2 separate regions of the Hordeum vulgare genome follow, and region 1 is linked to region 2. A link is a contact called in public Hi-C data. All regions are on one chromosome and are shown on one strand. The core of a region is the stretch at or near the end of the contact, and the rest is flanking DNA. Distances in the headings are between cores, read along the strand shown.

Region 1 (4,648 bases), core at 462-2,961, 650 kb after region 2:
CTCTTAGAGATCGTCTACTTCGTGAAGATATACCATGACTCAGGTTGGACCTTTGTGGTTGTAAGCCATGGTGGGATGTGTGGTTGCTCTTTTGTGGACCTTTGTGGGTGGTGTCATTTGTGGACCTTGCAACCAAGATCCAAGTGGACTAGAATCTTCGTGATTTGAAGCATACACCGACACGGAGTAGGATAGATCCAACTATCCGAACCACGGGAAACACCATCGGGACTCCTTGTGTTTGCATTCCCCTAAGCTTAGTCCTTGTGCAAGTTTATGTTTCCGCTGACTTTACCCTTTGTATATTTACACGTGTAGAACGTATTAGCCGCCACTAACTAACCTGAAAATTGTCAACAATTAAAACTTAGGAAAAAAACTCTAGGTTATTTTAGTAGCCTATTCACACACACACACCTCCCTAGATACAAAAAAACATACAAGAGAAAACACTCGCAGTCAGCAAGGCCATTGTCAAACTACCCCTAAATCATGTGAGAATGCAACATTGGAGAGAGGAGATCAACAGAAAACACCTACGAACTCAAACGAAGGACTCGATGGGTGTGTGTGTGGGGGGGGGGGTCTTTTAGAACTCTAGACAATAACCACTTAGAGTGTTTTACTTGCTTCACATGTGACCCCAACTCAGAAGCGAGAGATGCGACTTCATGTCAAAGCTTCATCAATTTGTCATTGATTTTTAGTACTCTCCTTGGTTAGAACGGTGAAAATCACTTTAGATCAAGTATAATAAGAGTTATAAGCATGTTTGCCTCTGTGAAAGAAAGAAACAAGGAAAAAAGGAAAGGTGCGGACTCTCATGCATAAGTCAATACCTACACATGCTGGTGGATAATGTAGATAAAAAGGGTAAATGCGAGAAAAGTGAAATCTAGAAAACGCAAAAAATGCTAATAACCTAGTAGTTAAATTTATAACCAACTCTATTATATGAGTGATTAATGACGCTCGCTCTAAATGACATAGACAATCTTGTATAGCTAGTTGTTGGCTATAATATTTACTAGAAGTTACCGTGCACTTTGTCGCATGAATGTTGTGCACTATATATCAATGAGATTTATTGTATGAACATGAATATGAAGAAATAATGTGAAAATTAAAATGAAAAATACATATGATTTCTTCTGTATTATCATTGTATAGTTTTAAAATGTTTATTAAATAAATAGCATAATAGAATGAAGAATGCCCATACATTTTTGCATGTTGATATGGGTTTTTTCCTATGCATGGTTGCATATTCTGATGGACCTTTTTCATGCATGTTGTGGGAAGGTGACATACTTACATACTTACATGTGGGAGAGAAATAGTAGATCAGCTATGTAGAGGTACTCCCTCCGTCCCAAAATAAATGTCTTAACTTTGTACTAGCTCTAGTATAAAGTTATACTAAGATTAAGACACTTATTTTGAAACGGAGTGAGTAGAAGATTAGCTTTGCTCTTAGGGCTAAGAGCAACTCTAGCACACCAACCATATCCTCGTTGGCCCATATAATTTCAGCGGTTTTACATTTTTCACATTTTTTTTTCTGTCCGGACAGGTTTGCTAAAAGTCCATCGGCTCGTATAAAAATTACAAGTGGGCTACAAATCCGTTCGCTTGACGCTATATGTACAGGGTCAGGGGTGTTTTAGGGGGGAAACCCTATTTGGTGCGCGCTGCGTCAAATAGTCGGCGTTCGTACACGCACCCAGCCATGGTTCGGAAGTGGGCCCGCCATTTAACTATTCCAAGGCCCACAGTTTTGGGAAACTTGTACATGTTCCGAGCCGGGTTTTTTCGTTTATGGAAAACTTCTAGCTGGTTTTCTGAACATGATTTTTTTTATTTTTTTTTCTGTTTCTATTTCGAAAAATGTTCTGGATTTTCAAAAAATGTTCCAGATTTTCAAAAACTGTTTGGAATTTTCAAAATTATTCTTCAAACTGGAAAAAAATATCTCTTTAGAAAAATCTTCCGATCTTCAAAAAATGTTATGGATTTTCCAAAATGTTCTAGAATTTCAAAAATGTTCTTCAAATTCAAAAAATCTTTTTTCCTTTTCTAAAAACAGTTTTCGATTTTCAAAAAATTCTAGATTTTCAAAAATTGCCCTTCAATTTGGAAAAAAAAATTGCTTTTCAGAAAAATGTTCTGGATTTTGAAAAATTATTCTGGATTTTTTAAAAATGTTCTTTATTTTTTAAATGTTTTTCAAAAAAAATATTGTTTTTTAAAATTTGTTCTCAAGATTACAAAATGTTCTTGTTTTCAAAAATTATTCATGTTTATGAATTTGTTCAGTATTTTTCAAAATTGTTCTCATTTTCGAAATTTGTTCTCAAGATTCAAAAAATGTTAGTGCTTTTGAAAAATTGTTCATGCTTCCAACTTTATTCAGGGTTTCCAAAATTGTTCTCCGTTTTAAAATTTTGTTCTCAAAATTCAAAAAATGTTTATGCTTTAAAAAATTGTTCGTGGTCCCAAATTTGTTCAGGATTTTTCAAAAAAATTCTTGGTTTTAAATTCATTCTCAAGATTCAAAAACTATTCATGCTTTAAAAAATTGTTCGCGCTTTCAAATTTGTTCTCTGATTTAAAAAACATTCATGTTTCCAAAAAATGATTGAGAAATTCAATGTTCGTTCGTTTTGATAAAAAAAAGAAAAAAGGAAAACCGAAAGAAAAACGAGCCAAAAAAGGAGGGAAAATAAGCAAAAAAAAGAAACATAAAAAAAAAGCAAAAAGGAAGTTATCCGATTTTTTTAGATAAAAATAAACTGGCCCGGCCCAGTCAGGCGCCCTTTCTGCTGCAAGCAATTAGTCGCGTGTTTCTTCCCCTTTCTCACGGATCCATGGCCGAAGGTGCTCGCAGGCATGGCAGTCGTGGTGGGTCGTCGCCGCGTCAATCGTCGAGCCATGGCATTCCAAGCAGGCGCATGAACGCGACGCATAGCAACAGCTTAGGCCAGCTTCAGCGAGCTCCACGAGGTGCTTTTCTGACACATCAAGAGGTATCGATAGGCCGATCAGGAGCTACTCGCCACACAGCATGCAGTGGCGACCGGAGAAGGCGCCAGCAACAGGCTTGCCACCACAAAGGAGAACCACACCTACGCCCATGCTTACCAAAGTCGTGGAGGCATTCTACCCCGGCAATTGAGCTAGCCTTCCCTAGGTTTAAATTTCTAGTTTGATCTATGTTTTAATCTATGTATGAACTCCGGTTGGGTTGAACTTTGTAGCGCAAACTAGTTTTAAATTTTGCAATACATTTTTATAGCAGATCTATTCTATCGAGACCTTTAAGTTCCCCCAAAATTTAGGTGGAACCCTCGTTTTGCAGTACCATATACAGGATCTGCTAAAATTGCTCTAACAACTAAGCCCTAAATTTCAGCCTCTTCGTTTCACAAAAAAAAAGCCTCTTCTGATACACCCTGCTGATTTTCTTGGTTACCAACTACATCACGCCTTTAGTACATTTGCCGAACGGTAAACTAGTGAATTTGATATCCACCCTGAGATGAGCAACCCAGATGCCAAAACATATATATACACAGGTAACATATTTTGTCGTACAATAGATGAGACAGATACTATCGTTCTCTTAAGATAAACCATTTGATCCCATCGCTTCCAAGTCTTCAAAATCTAAAATGAATACTTCCAAGTCTCCAATCTTCACTCGTTCTGCAGTTTACTTGTCAGCGTTGCTGCAGTGAACAAAGCTTCTTTCTCAAACTGTGAAATCTGAATGCTCCTGCAAAACGGTATACAGAAATTAAATGCACAGGGAACTTAGTGAATTTGTTGGCAGATCCGTACTGAGGCTTGTTGTAATGGGGAGTATCATATACTAGTATCATGCATATGATACTAGTGTATGATACTATACCCGTAATGCATAGTATCATATGTTAGTATCATATGATATGTCATTTATTGTCATGCATGACACATAGTAGCACAACATTTAATATGATACGGTATCATGATATGATACTCAACCCTCTCTTTCTTCATTTAATTCTATGTCATCTCATCAAAATTGCTTAGTTGGCATGCACGATAATAGCTATGGTATTCCCATTACGACCAGCCTGATAGTCTGATACGGCTGCCTGACATGCAGCGACAGTACCATCAGACATTCATCTCCTGAGTCCTGACAGCTCAGAATACTCACGTGTTGATTTTTCTCAGATTCTGGAAAGCGGACACAAACTTGCAAGATATCTCGAGAAGAGACGCTCCCATCATTTTTGCTGCATCAATAGCTTTGCTAGAATCACCATCAAGGGATAGGCAGACCTGAAAGCTTTTATAATTGTCAAAATTATAACCAAGAAGTAAATGCTGTAAATGGAAGAATATCAGAAAAACATCAGGATGGGAACATGGAAGACAGATCTACAATGCCGCCTGTTCAAGTTTCTTAATAACAATAGTATTATGCTCTTCAATTAAACAAAGAGAAAAAGAATGTGATCTAGATAGTATCAAGCTAACTGCAAGGTATACCCGGCTGGATCTAAGCAATCATACTGGATCAATGGATGGGCTGATGGATGAATGATGCATTTATGCTCTCAACCTGACTGACAAATAATCAGGCAATATACAGTACAGTGCA
Region 2 (4,303 bases), core at 792-3,291:
AAAAGGAGACAAATGACAAAAACAAAATAGATCGCATACTTGAGCACACGCTTCTTGGTGTCAGTCCTCATAAGTATGAAATCGAGAAGCGCTTCTGGAGGAGGAACCAAAGGAGAAATGTAAAGCAAATCCCCGAGGTCGGACTTGCTTATTACATCCCTCTTCTTCCCTGTGATGTCATTCGTTATCTCGCGCAACCTCTTTGCCCCACCATCGAGTTTGGTAAATGGGCATGCTGCAAAAACAAAACAAAAAATGAAAAATACGATTTTATAACTACGAGCATGCATAACTAGTGGTCTAAGAAAATGGAAGGTACTAAAACTACTAGAACCATGCAAACATGATTCAGAATTCAGAAACAAATAGCTACATGAGACATAATTCAAGCAGGCCCAACTAATTTCAGAAAAACGTAAGCTATTATCAGCATTCCTTTTTGAAAACATAAAACCTAAAATTTCCTCTGCTAAAAGCTACATGAAATGCTCTATAGCCAATTTCAGAAAAACAAAAGCATAAGCTATCAACTGCAAGAACATGAGCTAACTAAAAATGAGCTACAAAAAGATAGAATGAGCTACATAATCTATTTGCTGGAAAAATTTAGAAGTAACACAAAGGGATCCTACATCTTTCAGTTTCTATGCATGTAATGCATTACACCATAAACCATGAACTCCAAAAACTATGAGCTCCAGAAATTCAGAAATATCGCAAGCTGAATACTATGATCATGCAACTTTAGGTTTCTCTACATCACATTCAACTCAGTAAATTCAGCAGCACTGAATTTAGGAAGGGATCAAAACCTGAAACTCATTAAAATTCAGCAGCACAACTACACAAAACCTAAGCCTCATTGAAACAACAAACTCATTGAAACCTACTCATTGGCACTCATTGTCAATGTGCATACTGACATGTCTGAATTAGTTTTACATATGTGAACATGCTTTCACATCAGAATTCAGAAACATCAAAGTCTCGTTGCATCTTTGAATTAACATTGCAGCAGCACAAACTCTGCTCACATGAGGTATGCAAAGCAAATAAATCACCAAACAAAACATGTAAAAAAACTGCAGCAACATCCAATCCATATTCTTATCACACTGACGACACCCTAACCTACCGCATCGCCGACATTCACCCTACAACCACGCGACAACTTTCCTAGTGCGCTGCTGAACTACCTACACCGGCGACCACTCGCCAACACATAACGAAAACCTGTGGACGTTGAGCGCGAAGCCGCCCTGGGGAGGACCGCTATGAACACTCGTGTTGCATAAATAACTGAAACCCGTCGACGTCGAGCGTGAAGCTGCCCCTGGGGAGGGCCGCCATGAACGCCTACAAATCATGCAAAAATGAGGGGGAAGGGAATGAGCGGATCTCCGATGCATACATGATGGAGTCGATGCCGGCCATCGCCGAATATGTCGCCGTCGCCACCGCGGTGGATATGCCCCGGTCGCCCGCCGCCCCCGCCGTCCTCACAGATCCAACAACGCCGTCCTTCGAGCAACACGAGTAGACCGAGTTGCGAAAACACTCTCGACTCTTCCTCACTTGCATAAATGGTTGTCCTCAAACAATGGCTTCATTTCAGAAAACGGACGCATGCCGCGGAAGCGGGGACGATGTGGTCCGTCTGATCAACACACAATCCAACGGAGCTGAGCCGGAGGAAGAGCGAGCGTGATCGGTGGTCTGAAGGTAACCTTTTTCCAAAAATTATCCAAGTATAAATAAATATCGTTCAATTTGTTTGAGTTTGCATTAAATTTGATCAAGTATATTGGATTTCGTTTGAATTGTAACCGAACATATGCTGATAGATTTGGATAACATCGGTGTTGTCCGTTCGAGGGCTTTGGAGTTGAAGATGCCCAGGTAGGATAAGCAGCAATTTTCCGGAAAAAGGAAAAGAAAAAAGAAACAGAACAGGGCGTAGATGTGGATGTGGTGGAAGGTTCAGCCAGCGGGTCAAAGGGGAGTGGGAGTAGCCGATGCGAGTATAAAAGCGGCGGCGAGAAAGGAAAGCCATATATAATTTCCACCCAAAGCAAAGCAAAATATTCCCATCCCACCGGCACCACCCCCCTCCTCCCGAAGTCAAGCCGCATCGTCCCTTCAGTGTTCACTGGTCAGTTTTCTCATCCTCCTCTCGATCGCACAGCTGCCGACCACAACGATTCCTCTTGATGGGACTGAGTCCTTGGTCGATTGACCGGCCGGCTCTGCTTCCCGCCCCAAGGAAGGAAGGATCGCGTTGCGTTTCGGGATGGGTCTCGTCGCCAGTTCAATTTTTGTTTGCATGTTTTGTTCTTGGACATGCCGCTAGGCTGGTTAACTAGTACTCTCTCCGTTCACAAATTATAAGATGTTTTGGATATTTCAGTATAAACTGCATATGGACTGAAATGAGTGAACAAACACATTAAAACGTAACTATAATTCGGAGTTGGGGCAGGGATTTTTAACTTCTCCAAATAGGATAACTATCATGTTTGCCTTTTTCCTCCTCTCAACACAGAGATTTTTAACTGTTTTCCGGCCGATTTTCCTCATAAACACAGGGGCCATTACATTTTGTTTTCTTTATGAAACGCAGGAACACCCTGCCCTTTCAAGGTTCTACAAGTGACATTGCCGTTTAGTGTATGCAACAGATCTGAAGTCGCAATTGTTATGTTGACACATATGGGGATGGGGAGCCATGTTCAATGCAGTTAATTACTTGCACAGACAGTATTTTTAACTTGACTAGAAGTAGAATCTCGTAGCAGCCCTAGTACATCCATGGTTTTTTTTTTTTCCTGAAGCACATCTGTGGTTATCAGTTCATGAACATGCTACTACAGCAAACTTCTCTGGGATCTTGTTTCAAAAGTTGCATTCTCAGTTGCTGATGGCCAATGGTTAAACAGCAAGGTTCAGTAAAGTTGTTTCATGATGGATCCTTTTTTTTTTCTCTTGTTGCAAAATCTCATTTGGACCTGTCAATCAGTGAAGAGATATTTTGCTTGATTAGTAACTTAGCATTGATCAAAGTTATGTAGCTGTTTAAGAGCTCATACATCTTTCTTTTTTTAAACCAAAGAGCTCATACATCTTGAGATTAAGTGTACCTCTCCAATCTTAGGTTATCTTGAAAGGACGGAGAAACCATACAGACTAGACTACCATGTCAGGAGGATCGGGTGTATCTTCACCATCATTGGGACGAATTAGCACGAGTTCTTTGTCAGACTTGCAGGACTTGGAGCTTTCTTCAGAGTCTGGCTGCTTGTCCATTGTTGTACTAGGTGCTTCTGGGGACCTTGCTAAAAAGAAAACTTTCCCGGCACTCTTTAACCTTTTTCAACAGGTAATCTATCATAACTTTGCAATAGTTGCCGTTTCAAAGGGGATAAACTAGTTGATGCATCTATCTTGAGTTAAATAACTTGCACCCAAGTGTACACTGTACATAACTATATTAAAGAAACAATTGAACATCATTGTATAATGTACTGCATGTCATGTACATAATGTCTTCCCAGCTTGGCACACATTGGCTGAATATTGCTCTCTGATAAGACAGGGATTTATACAATCTGGGGAAGTCCATATATTTGGGTATGCGAGATCAGATATGTCTGATGACGGGTTAAGAGAACACATTCGTGGGTAAGGTCCACATTTCTGGAATTAATATAATGATTTTGTGTACAAATAAATTGGTATGCTTTGTATGAGGATGGTGTTTCCTCCATTTTTATATATGATGAAAGGGCTGGTTCCAAAAAAATATGCATGTTAATGTCATCCTTGTATTGTTACAGATATCTCAAAGGATCTTCAGATGAACATCTTTCACAATTTTTGCAATTGGTGAGTTGCTAATATTATGCATACCTCGTGTGGTATTTCACTTATGTAACCGTGCTTAATTTTCATTGCAGATTAAATATGTTAGTGGTTCATATGATAATGGGACAGGATTTGAATTGCTAAACAAGACAATCTCTGAGAATGAAACATCAGAGAACAACCAACCAGGAAACGCCCGTAGACTATTTTATTTGGCATTACCTCCTTCAGTCTACCCCTCAGTATGCAAAATGATAAGATCATATTGCATGACTCCATGTGAGTTACTTTTGAAAGAAAAAAGGCTGTCCCCTTCCATGTCAACTTTGCAGACTATCGCACTTCCTTCAAAGTACTGAAAATATATGTATATGATTCATTTGGCTGTGTTAATTAAGTATTTTAGATCCATGCTCTTTACTTGTGGTAACCACTGTGCTCT

Evidence for each region. A called contact is a pair of places that touch in the nucleus more often than the background predicts.
Region 1: a contact with region 2 is called in a Hi-C map of leaf, with 3 times the contacts expected there. The contact joins the enhancer-like site here to the promoter of LOC123401382 in region 2. A contact is called at or near these places in 2 of 6 Hi-C or Micro-C datasets (both in leaf).

Annotation. Positions count from the first base shown.
Region 1 is chr6H:337,387,265-337,391,912 of MorexV3_pseudomolecules_assembly, forward strand. It overlaps LOC123401352 (negative regulator of systemic acquired resistance SNI1), which reads right to left. Exons shown (of 15, transcript XM_045095137.1): 14 at 4,202-4,326; 15 at 3,396-3,775. The coding sequence ends at 3,697. Among protein-coding and RNA genes, the nearest start is that of LOC123401352, 30 kb to the right of the region's middle. Within about 2 kb of position 1,712, at least 3 of the 3 cell types and tissues checked have open chromatin away from gene starts, as enhancers often do. A contact at or near this core is called in leaf, where this site is marked.
Region 2 is chr6H:336,736,878-336,741,180 of MorexV3_pseudomolecules_assembly, forward strand. It overlaps LOC123401382 (glucose-6-phosphate 1-dehydrogenase, cytoplasmic isoform-like), which reads left to right and starts at 2,042. Exons shown (of 16, transcript XM_045095168.1): 1 at 2,042-2,152; 2 at 3,152-3,376; 3 at 3,593-3,678; 4 at 3,834-3,882; 5 at 3,954-4,140. The coding sequence starts at 3,194.